Linked DNA regions of Sus scrofa: all the other regions are linked to region 4. Evidence: chromatin contacts called from public Hi-C, HiChIP or PLAC-seq and promoter capture Hi-C data. All regions are on one chromosome and are shown on one strand. The core of a region is the stretch at or near the end of the contact, and the rest is flanking DNA. Distances in the headings are between cores, read along the strand shown.

The links. Promoter capture Hi-C pulls out the DNA fragments that hold promoters and counts their contacts. A called contact is a pair of places that touch in the nucleus more often than the background predicts. HiChIP or PLAC-seq counts read pairs in DNA pulled down with a chosen protein or histone mark.
Region 1: an H3K27ac HiChIP or PLAC-seq map of alveolar macrophages shows a contact between it and region 4. The contact joins the promoter of ACTL6A here to the promoter of MFN1 in region 4. A contact is called at or near these places in 3 of 5 promoter capture datasets (fetal liver, fetal skeletal muscle and liver), 4 of 47 Hi-C or Micro-C datasets (blood, fetal heart ventricle, heart right ventricle and 1 more) and 2 of 2 datasets of contacts at active chromatin or transcription factors (alveolar macrophages and skeletal muscle).
Region 2: a Hi-C map of liver shows a contact between it and region 4, with 2.9 times the contacts expected there. The contact joins the promoter of NDUFB5 here to the promoter of MFN1 in region 4. A contact is called at or near these places in 1 of 5 promoter capture datasets (liver), 7 of 47 Hi-C or Micro-C datasets (alveolar macrophages, heart right ventricle, liver and 1 more) and 2 of 2 datasets of contacts at active chromatin or transcription factors (alveolar macrophages and skeletal muscle).
Region 3: a promoter capture Hi-C map of liver shows a contact between it and region 4, with 5 times the contacts expected there. The contact joins the promoter of LOC110256340 here to the promoter of MFN1 in region 4. A contact is called at or near these places in 1 of 5 promoter capture datasets (liver), 2 of 47 Hi-C or Micro-C datasets (heart right ventricle and liver) and 1 of 2 datasets of contacts at active chromatin or transcription factors (alveolar macrophages).

Annotation. Positions count from the first base shown.
Region 1 is chr13:117,597,009-117,599,708 of Sscrofa11.1, forward strand. It overlaps ACTL6A (actin-like protein 6A), which reads left to right and starts at 1,407. Exons shown (of 14, transcript XM_003132545.5): 1 at 1,407-1,629. The coding sequence starts at 1,605.
Region 2 is chr13:117,655,146-117,657,925 of Sscrofa11.1, forward strand. NDUFB5 (NADH dehydrogenase [ubiquinone] 1 beta subcomplex subunit 5, mitochondrial) reads left to right here and starts at 1,266. Exons shown (of 6, transcript XM_003132546.2): 1 at 1,266-1,512. The coding sequence starts at 1,389. It overlaps MRPL47 (39S ribosomal protein L47, mitochondrial), which reads right to left and starts at 1,243. Exons shown (of 7, transcript XM_003132547.4): 1 at 1,093-1,243. The coding sequence starts at 1,190.
Region 3 is chr13:117,177,770-117,180,637 of Sscrofa11.1, forward strand. It overlaps LOC110256340, which reads left to right and starts at 1,568. Exons shown (of 3, transcript XM_021069818.1): 1 at 1,568-1,588; 2 at 2,376-2,868. The coding sequence starts at 1,568.
Region 4 is chr13:117,404,589-117,407,458 of Sscrofa11.1, forward strand. MFN1 (mitofusin 1) reads left to right here and starts at 1,449. Exons shown (of 17, transcript NM_001315732.1): 1 at 1,449-1,560. The coding sequence starts at 1,449.

The sequences.
Region 1 (2,700 bases), core at 157-2,656, 190 kb after region 4:
ACTGTAATCATGGGGCCACAGTTAACCCAGAGTACTTTGTGCATGGTACTAGATGTGTTAGATGTGTTACATGCATTGTCACTGGGGTCAGGAAACTCTCCCTATAAGTGATCCAATAGTAAATATAGCCTCCAGCTATGGCCTCTGTACTAAAACTCAACACTGCCCTTCAGACAAAAAAGCAGCCACAAACATATTCCAGTAAAACAGCTTATCATTAGATAAATGTGAATTTTACATAATTTTCACGTCACGAAATATTTTTCTTAAAATTATTAATTTTTTTTTAACTGGAACAGTCATTAATAGCTCAACAGCCACACAAAAACAAAGTAGTCTGGATTTGGCCCTGGGGCCATAGTTTGCTGACTTCTGCATTGTCTCATTGGGTAAACGGGAATTTCTAAATGATCAGGTATACTGCCATTACACTAAGTAAATAGGGAAGGGTTTTCTCCCTAACCTTGTTCCCCACCCTACTATCACTTTCAGCCTTGCTGCTGGCACTGAGACTGATGCGGCTTTATTCAACTGTTCTTAAGATAAGAGGTACCTATATGTCTAGACTCTAGGCAGACCAAGAACCATGAAGACATACAACTGATCTTAAGAATTTTAGCTGGAGCGACATGACCATGCTTTGGGTATTTTCATAAATCAAGCCGCCTGCAAAATGGCTAAAAGGGCAAGGCGACAAGTTATTGTAGTAATCCAGAGGAGCGACAACGGTGATCTGTACCAGTAGAAATAGACAGGTTGGAGATGTATTTAGGATTAGGTGATCGCTTGGAGGAGGATTGACTATATTGCTTTACACCTGGCTCAGAGGATAAAAGAAATTTATGACACTTTGAAAAACAACTTGTAAAGTGCTACCTAAATTTAGCGGGATACTGTATCATTCCCTTCTTTCAACTATTCATAACCATTTAAAAAACTTCACGGTCCTATCGGTTTGTCCGATTTACAGATTCTCCCTACCCCAAACTGGCGCATGGCACGTTAATATTTTCAACATAAATTCGTTGAAAATAGCTTTAAAAAAATTCTTCATTCACCAATATCCAAAGCCGTCGGAACTATCGCATGGAGAGGATTCCAGACCCCCTTCTAGAGGTTTATCTGGATTTGCCGGATTCCCACCGCTCCTCCACGCGCAGCCTCACCCCCTGGTCCGGCCCCATACTCTTGCCGACAGCCTGCCTCCTCCCTCTCCCGCTCCCTCCGCCCCACTCTCGGGCCCTTTCGGGAAGCTCCGCCCCCCCCAGTTCCGCAACTCAACTCCTCTCCTTCCGTCGCTTTCCATTCTCCCCGCCCCCATGGCTGTTTTCAATTGGCTAAACTGGCTGTGCCGCGACGGGGAGCGCGGCAGAGCCTCGTTCTTATTGGTTGAAATATAGCCGGGCCTCTTGTGATTGGCTGCTAAGGGGAGCCAGCAAGTGTGACTGCGCTCCGGGGTGTGTGGACGCCGCTTTGTTGCCTGAGGGGGGTGGCGGTGGAAGTTAAGAGGGTCGGGGGCTAGAGCGTCTCCGGATCTGTAGTCGCGGCGGTTGCGGTCGCTTCGCCTGGTGTCCTTTAGCGTAGGAGTCGCGTCAACAGCAGCCATGAGCGGCGGGGTGTACGGGGGAGGTGAGTGAGTGCGGCTGCTCGAGAGCGCGCCTTTTTAGCGTGTGGGGTTCGTAACCGCCGCCCCCAGCCCTCCCCTCCCCTCCCCTCCCCGGCGGCCCTTCCGGTCTCCCCCTCTCGGGACCCCGGCCTCCCCGCCCCATCCCCGCCCCGCGCTTTGCCCGCCCCCGGAGCCCACCCGGCTCCACGATCGCCCCGGGCGCCCGGAGTCGCCGCCCCCTGGGGCCTCTTCCAGTTTCCGCCCGCCGGGGAACCGGTTTTTGGGGGTGCACGCCGCCCCGGGGCTGGGCGGACAGCTCCCCTCGGGGGCCCGGCCCGGCGAGCCGCGACTGGATTGGCCGGCTCAGGGGCTCTTCTCAGGCAGTCGGCTCTGTTGGGGTGTGCGTGCTTGCGTGTTTAAACTTGGGAGGTCCCGGCAGTTAGCTAGTGTGGACCGCGGGTTTTCGCGGCGTCGGGGAGATGGCAAAGCGAGCCGCGAGGGTTGGAACTGATTGGAGGAGTGGCGGCCACTCCGGACGCAGCCTCCTCTCCGTCCGCGCTCCGCACTCATGCTGCCTCACCTTTCAATAACTCCTGCATATATGTTGACTGTGGATTCTCCAGAGTTATTCGTGGGCGGGTCTGCTCAGGGTTAGTATAGAGATATGGGTAATTTAAGAATGAGTGGGGTGCGCGGTATAGTGAAAGATTTCCGCGGGCTGGGGCTTACATCCACCTGGGTTGTAATATCAGCCTCACTTTTTATTAAACTCTTTGCCTTGGGCAAGTTGTTTAACTTTTCCCAACTTCAGACGATTCGTTTGTGGAATGAAAATTCCTACCCATTGGGATGATTGTGAAGGTTAAGGGGGGGTAATGCTACACTTGCTACTCAAAGTATGAGCCAAAGATCAATAGCATCAGCTTCACTTGTAAGCTCTTTAGAAAATACTGAATTAGAGCCTCCGTTTTTTTGCAAGATACCTAGGTGAAGCACTGAGTTATATGATTTCCTAACCCAAAATGTTGGTCTTGTTGTTGTGTTTAGTAAGGATATTGTTTCTGAAGAGGTTTTATAGGTAGGATATGAAAATA
Region 2 (2,780 bases), core at 16-2,515, 250 kb after region 4:
CCGGAGGACTACCACATGGTCAGCCCTCACCCTTGAGTCTGAGAACCAGGAGAGAAGCCAGCCTCATCTGGCAGTTTCAGAGTGCATAAAAGAGTCATTTTAGGCTTACATTCTATAGATCTGTTTGCTCTCCGGCAAAGATGGAGAGTCCTTATTCCTGGGGCACTACTATGCATATTTGAAAATAAAGGGTGAAATCTTTGCATCTTCTTCAAAGAATCGTCTCTGAAAAGTAACTACTTTAAACCAGTGACTATAAATGCAAGTCTACCAAAATAAACTTTAAGACTCTCTCTATAAAAAAAAGCACATACATTACTTCCTTTAAAAAAAAAAATAACATGCCCAACTATTTATAAAATTCAATTCATTAAAAACAAAAGTTGTTCCCTTTTGGCTTAGGGGGTTAAAGATCACAGGGGAACAGACCACAACTGCAGCTCGGGTACCATCCCTGGCCAGGGATATTCTACGTGCAGAGGTTGAGGCAAAAAAAAAAAAAAAAAAAAAAAAGTTAATAAAAAGGAGGAAACGATATACCTTAACGCTAAAAATGATTGGTCTGTCCAGAAGACAGCGGTCTTTCTAGAAATGAGCGCCACATGTAGGATATTCTTTTCTAATACCTGCAGGGTGACTTTCCATTCATTTGGCTACTTTCATGTATTCACTCAATATTTACTGAATAATCTCTTTATGACAGACTCTGGGAGTACAAACTCCTCACCATCCCGACTCGCCTTTTTTTTTTTTTTTTAAATCCACCCGAACGTGACAGAGCTTTCAGTTCCATAACCAAAAGCTCTTCAGTGAAGTTTTTCCCACCTCTCCCAGCCAAACTGTACCTCTAGGTTTAATTTTAAAAATACTGGGTTTTTACAGACCCCCCCCCCCACAGTAAGTGGAACAAAATGTGTGAGAAAGACGGCAATATCTTACGTGGGAGACTTCTCCAAGGTCACTTACTCTTGACAGAGGTGGGTTTGGGCCCAGCCATCCCAACGGCCTTTCCATCCTTGAGCATTCTCAGCATCTCAGCAACCAAACATGAGCCAAAGTTAGAGATGCGGACAGACTACTCACATCGCTTACCTTGTGCTAGGAGGGGCCTGAGGACGTATTAACAACCTACACGCCTTCAGGGCGGCCGAGACTCTTCTACAGAACACAGCCAAACCGGCTGCAGCCATTTTTTTTCGGATCAGTAAGCAAACTGTATTTCCGCCAACAATGGCGTCACTTCCTGTGTCTCACGCGGACTGATAACGAGCACTGAAATTGGCTTTGCCCTCAGTCAACATGGCTATTTTCCGGCTTCGCCCTTGTTAGGAAATTGACACTCTCGGCTCCCGTTACTCCTCCCCGCCCTTCTCTCGCCCATAGTAGCCATGGCGGCAATGAGTTTGTTGCAGCGGGCTTCAGTCACTGCTGTGGCCACTCTGTCCCGCAGCCGCCTTGGCACACGGTTTGGATTCGGGGGTTTCCTCACCCATGGCTTTCCTAAGACTGGCGGTGAGTGCTGGCTTTGGGAGAAAGCGCGGTCAGGGAATGCGGCAGGAGAGACAGAGGACTTTTCCCGGGTCACCTTGGTGGAATCCGGAGGGAGCGGGGAGAAATTGAGGACTTGCGGCTTGAGAGAAGGAGCATGGGCTGTGTGAGGAGACTGAGAATTTCCTGAATTAGATCGATCATGTCAAAGTTATTAATTAGAATTTGTGAGACACTTCGTCATTCACCTGATCTGTTGGTGCTAATTTGAGGATGAAGCTGCGGTTAGAAAGGCACAGGGCTGAGACCCATCTTTCTCAGGCACCAGATTCTTTATATGTTCCACCTGGGCTACATTTCAGTCTCACAAGGTGGGAAATCACGTTGCTGAGGAGCCCACCCATGCTAAGTAATAATATACAGACAGGTGACGAGGCTCTGGGCTAACTCATCTGGTAGGCACAGTGCCTTCATGATGATATTTTTAGGTGTCTACGAAAATGTTTTAACTTAAATTTATTTTAAAATCAGAAAGAAAAGGACCAGAATGTTAATGCATTATGTGATGGTGAATCCAGCCTGGATCGTAATGGTTTTATAGAATGTAATCATAAAATAATTATTTTTAATATCTTAGGAAGGGACCCATAAGGAAAAAGTTCCTAGGTCTTAGAAAAGTCATTGCCTTCTTGCGGGGGGTGGGGTTATTTAGATCCTCTTGGACACTGTGAGTTGAATTCTAGGAGAATGAATAATCATAGTGGGGAAACATCAAATTCTTTGTATTCAGTATATTTTATTTCCTCTTCGATTCTATAAAGGGAGTATATAATATTACCCTCACTTTACAGATGAGAAAACTGTGACTCAATATTTATAAAAACAGTGTACTCCTGGAGTTCCCGTGGTGGCTCAGTGGTTAACGAATCCGACTAGGAACCATGAGGTTGCTGGTTCCCTCCCTGGCCTTGCTCAGTGGTTTGAGGATCCGGCGTTGCCGTGAGCTGTGGTGTAGGTTGCAGATGCCCCTCGGATCCCGTGTTGCTGTGGCTATGGCTCCAGTTCGACCCCTAGCCTGGGAACCTCCATATGCTGCAGGAGCAGCCCAAGAAATGGCAAAAAGACCAAAAAAAAAAAAAAAAAAAAGTGTATTCCTGTATTAAATTGAATAATCAGCTAACATTTATTGAGCACTTATGTGCTGGACACCACTCTAAGATATTAAAGGTATTCATTTAATTCCTCTTGAAAAAAAAATACATTGTAAGCATTCAATACGTAGTTATAGAGGA
Region 3 (2,868 bases), core at 318-2,817, 230 kb before region 4:
GTGTTTTCTACAAGTAATCTATTTAAAATACAACAATGTAGATAAATAAAAAGATAGGAAACTATATATCATACAAATACTAGTCAAAGTAAGATGGAATGACCACATTAATATTTAAAAAATAGGTTTCAGAACACGGATATTACAAGTGACTTAATGATGGTACATAATGACAGTCTATTCATCAAAAACACATAATCCTCTAAACGTAAGTGCACCAGCAACAGAGCTTCAAGACATATAAAGCAAAAACATACAGAAACAAAAGGAGAAATAGACAAGTCCATAGCTATAGTTGGAGACATCAATGTTCCTCTCCCAGAAACTGATAGAACTACTGAAGAAAACCAGTAAGGATATATAGAAGACCTAACATTATCAACCAACTTAATATAATTAACACAGAACATTCCACCAAATAATATACATAAAATGTTCTTTTACAGGTGTACACAGGACATTTACCAAGATATTCTGGGGCAAAACAAACCTTAACAAATGGAAAAGAACTAAAATCTTAAAAATATGGTTTTTTGACCATAACTGAGTTAATAAGTGCTACATGATAGCTCGCTTTTGTTAGGCCTTGGTGTGTTGTTTTTTTTTTTACTGCTCAACTTGGCAATTTTATATATCTGGAGTATATTGCTTCATAATCAAGTTGAGTCTTGTTTCCAAATGACTTCAAAGCTCAGTAGTGAGGTAAATGTTGTCAGAGGATGTTTTGGTGCACAATGCACATGTGAGTAACAGTTATCTTTATTTTCAATGGAAATGAAACCAAAGGCAAGTAACTGTTATCATATTTCCAATGTGTTAGAATGGAACAATAGTTTCATCTTGGACATTTCACCTCTTAAGAAAACAATTCCTTAATTCTGAGGTATTGCATTTTTTGTTTGACTTACAGCCCAGGAATAACAATTTCAATTTTTCCTTTGAAACATTCTTCTTCTGCAGGACTTTGAGCAATGAGTTTTGTCATACAGATGCCTAACATATTCTAAACACTGAACAATAGTGCTAATACTTCTGAAAGCAAGATAAACACATGATAGATCAAGGGTCACCAAATAAACCATATACATCAAAACTGTGAATTGGGCAGTACATGCTAATCCTGCATCACTGAATAATCACACATTTAAGTACCAAGTATGGGAATTTCTGCTGTGACACTTATTTCTTAAAGACAGATTATCACATAACAAAAATCGTAACATGTAATGAGCATTTTTCTCTTAAAAATTTTAGAAGGAAAATTATAATTTTCCCCCACTTAGGACTACCTATTAATATTTCATGAACCTCTGTGCCTGGAAACACAATTTGGGAAATGTGGTCATAAAGTTTACTTTGACTAGTAATTTAATGCTATGCTTTTTTTTTTTTTTAATCCCCTGCTCTGGAGTAACATAGTGTTCTGAAACTACTGAAAAACACTGGTTCAAGAAAAGCATTTAGAAACGTAGACCTCTGAATTGTGAGATGAAAACCAGAGCTTAAGAAAGAAAACACAGGAAAGACAGAAATACAGTCAAATGAGACTATGACCACATAGAGAGGAATGGATCTTATTTACGACTGGGTATGGACGTGTGGTGTTAGAGCAAAAACTGGTTATTGGTGAGCTTTTTGCTCTGGATGACAACTTGGACTGTAACATCTCTACCGTCGGTTATTTCCAAGTCCTCTACTCCTTACAATTCAAGGGAGAGCCCTAGTTAGAGGACTTAAGTCTTCTTACCACTGTTCCTACGCCTTTTCAATACAATGAAAGACCACTAGGGGGGGAAACACGCAAAAAACAGGGCCTTTATCAATAGTGATCTCGAAAGGCAACAGATCCTCTTACTCTCAGGGAAAAAGAGGCTTCTATGGTGCGCCGTACCAAAGTACCACCTTGAACCTAATGTGTAGCCAAAATGGCTTTTCTAAGGTCTCGTGGGCACTACATGAAAAAAAAAGACGTATTTTGAATAGTCATAATTGAATCCTACAAGCTAATTCAAATCTTGGGGTGAGGGGTGGAGGACACTGCAAAAGGTCTCCCCGAGTGAGTCAAAGGATTGCAGAGGGCTGTGGCAGGGCATTCCTCTTTTGGGATGGGCTACAACTTAACCTTACGTTGGCAGAAGAACGCGCAGCAACGTTGTGTAAAAAGACTTCTTCCCAGTATCGATATTCACTTTTGGTTAGCCGCTGACATAGGTGGTTAACTACCGCGCCCTCTGCTTTCGCCACGAAACGGGAGGAAATCTCTTTGGGCGTAAAAGTGAACGGGCTCATTTGCTCCCAATTATTCTTTCTTCTATCTCCACCCTAACTTGCCTGCTGCTCGTAGAAACAGATATAGGACATATATGCCGCCCTAGGATGACACAGTAGCCTCACTACCGCAAATAAACAACAGCATTAAACACTCGCGGGCCCGAAAAGCCCCTCCAGCACCACCCGAACTTCGGGCAGAAAACCAAGGCGCAGGCGCATTGGCACACTGTTACCCGATTTGCCCATTTCCCTCTCCAGGTCTCTGCAATTTCACTTCCCCTTGTTTGCGCATCTGCTTCCGGGGCATAGTAGGCTCGGCCCCTTCATCGGCTCTTACCCTCCTCTACCCAAGGAGGGGGGAGTCGAGGGGGTGGGGAAGAGTTCGTTGTTTGTTTACACGATGTGAGCGGAAAAAGAGACCAATAAAGTTTATTCTGGAAACAAAAGGAAAAAAAACAGGGGTGACAGAGAAAGGAGACGGGGTGGGGGGGGGGCGTGCGGCGGGGGCTAGCGAGGAGAGGCTGCGAGAAGGAGAAAGCGGCAGTTCCGGTGCCGCCGCTGCGGCCGCTAAGGTCTCGGGCTGCTGCCGCTGCGGCC
Region 4 (2,870 bases), core at 199-2,698:
AATGGCGCTCCGCGTACACGCACTTCCGGTTACGGAGCCAAACAAAATCGGGGAGGGCAGGAGACCGGAAGTGACTGTCCTCTCGCCTCTCCTCCCGCCTCCTCCCAGTCTTCCACCTTCTCTTGGGAGAATGAGGCGGGTTGAGGGCTGTGGCCGAGCTGCGGTTGCTGGGTGACAAGTCGGACCTGAGACAGGGTGAGTGCTTGTCGCCTCGGCTACTTGCGGGTTCCCTGCTCGGGGTGACCTTCTTCTGGCCCGGGCTGTGGGGCGGGGAGTCGTGCGCGGGGCGCTCTGTGACGAGGCGCCGCCGCGGTCCTGCGGAAAGGAGCGAGCCAGCGGGGTCGTGAGCGGGGCCAGAGGCCGGGTCAGGCCCGCAAAGTCCGCGAGCCCGAAGCCCGCGCCCCCGGTGCGGCGGAGAGTCTGGCTGCGAGCCCTGCTGGCGGAGCTCCCGCGGCCCGTGTGGAGGGCGGGGAAGGCCCTTTCCTAAGGTAGGTGTTCACACCCAGCTGAACCGGGTTGTTGCCCTCTCTGTACTTTCTCACGCGGCTCCTTCATTGACGCTTTGGAAGGCTCAGCCTTCTTTACGGACATTCTGCTCCATTTTACACACATGCACACCAGGGTCAGACTGGTTTGTGATCGCTTTTGTTTGGTATCTTTTCATGAAAAGCTGTCATAATTTTTTTTTAATTTATATTCCTTTAAGTTCTTGGTACTATGGCTTGCTTTAAGGTTTGCCTCCTTATTTGTTGTGTTGAGAACTGCTGCTTTTTAAACGTTTGTATTGCATTATGATCTTGGAATTCATTTCCTTGCTCTGCATATCCACCTCCACCCAACCAGAGGTCCAGGTTGAGAAACTTAGTGTTTGTGAACTTGGCTTCATCTCACTCATCCTGTTCCCAGATGTAGTTAAGAATCAGAATTTAGCCAGATTCATTGTCAGTAAAGGGAGCTAAAGTAGAAATTGCAACCAAGATTTTGGCCAACAGAGTTCATTTATTTTAATGGAATATCACCCCAAAGTAGTCTTTGACTAAAACACCTTTCCCCCCCAAAGAACAGTCATCTAAAAGTTTTTTGGGGAGTTCCTATAGTGGCTCAGAGGAGACTAATCTGACTGGCATCCATGAAGGACACATGTTCAATCCCTGGCCTCTTTCAGTGGGTGAAGGATCTGGTGTTGCCACGAGCTGTAGTGTAGGTTGCAGAGGCAACTTGGATCTGCTGTGGCTGTGGCTGTGGTGTAGGCCAGCAGCTGTAGTTCTGATGGGACTCCTAGCCTGTAAACCTCCAAATGCCGCAGGTTTGACCCTAAAAAAGACAAAAAAGAAAAAAAAAAAAAGTTTTTTGGAAGTTTTGTTAAGGAGAATATGTTGCTGGAAAGTGCCCTTAATTCAGATGTCTTTTATCATCAAGTTTAATTTGTACTTTTTATTTTCAGCATAATGGCAGAAACTGCTTCTCCACTGAAGCACTTTGTGCTGGCTAAAAAGGCAATTACTGCAATCTTTGAACAGTTACTGGAGTTTGTTACTGAAGGATCACATTTTGTTGAAGGTTAGTTCCTCTAAATTTTTCAAATAATTACTTTTGAAAATCCATAAAGGTGCTTTATTTTTTCAGCCTGGGTTACTGAATACATGTAGGGCTTTGTAACACATAAAACCCACCACTTTTCTGCCCACCAAGTGAGGAAGATTGACTTATATTAATAGCAACTAAGAAAAAAGTGCTTGTGTGTGAGGTACTGTTCTAGGCATTTTATTGTATTATTAACTCAACTCTCAAATCAGCACTGAGACAGATTTTAATCTCACTTATTTTAAAGATAAAGGAACTAAGGCACAGAAAAGTTAAGTGACTTAGCCAAGATCACATAGCTGGTAAATGCCCAGACTAAAAGCCGGGTAGCCCACATTGAATCAGTATACTTATCTTCCTTATCCACTTAGCAGGTAAACTAAGATCTCAGACAGACCTGTCTTATCCTCTCAAATGAGGCTGGGATGCAGTGGGAAAAGGGCAAAAGGAGTTATCTTAACGTGGGTGTAGCTATTCAAATAGAGGTGATAATGTCATACTCTATGGTATATTACTTTAGAGATAATGTTGACCTTCAAGCATACAGTGAAAAGGGAGGGGTTCTGTAAACTCTGCTGACTGTGGGAAAACATTTGGTAGAATCAAACTTCTTTTCCTAATCCCTTTTCACTAGATTTTGAATTCCTAGAGAGTGCGAATCCTGCCTTATCATTCTCTCCCTGTCACCAGATCTGACACAATTCAAGTTTTGTTGAATAAGGGAAAAAAGTACTGGTACAGAATCTTGATTTTTCAATTTGGAAATAATTTGAGCTGACACAGTGACTTTGAATAGTATTTTATTCTAAAAATTTAAAATAAAGTGAAAAGGAAGTTAAATTTAACATCTGTATATTGAGCCTGTTAAGTAGGTTAAGTATTATGTAGGAGATAATGAAATGGCAGCTGTAGAATGTAAATTGGGTTCACTTTGAGCCAGTAGACACAACCAAGCCAAAGATCAGGACAAAGAAGGATTTATTACTTGCAGCAATTTAGGAGAACACTGGGGATCTTTCCTGCAGCTCTGTCTCTCTGAACAGCAAAATTGGGGAAGTTTTAGGCTAAGAGTACGTACATAATTCAAGTGGCTTGAGTGGAGGAGAATTCAGGGGAGAATTGGGGCAAAGATCAACAGAGTCCAAGTCTTGGTTGATTGAAGTGAGGAGGGTCAGCGTCATCACTTGGTTCTCTGCCTGAATAGGGGCCTTAGTTCCTGCAGAACTCATGTATGTTATTATAGGATTTGTCTTGTGGTGCAGCGAGTTAGGGATCCAGTGTTGTCA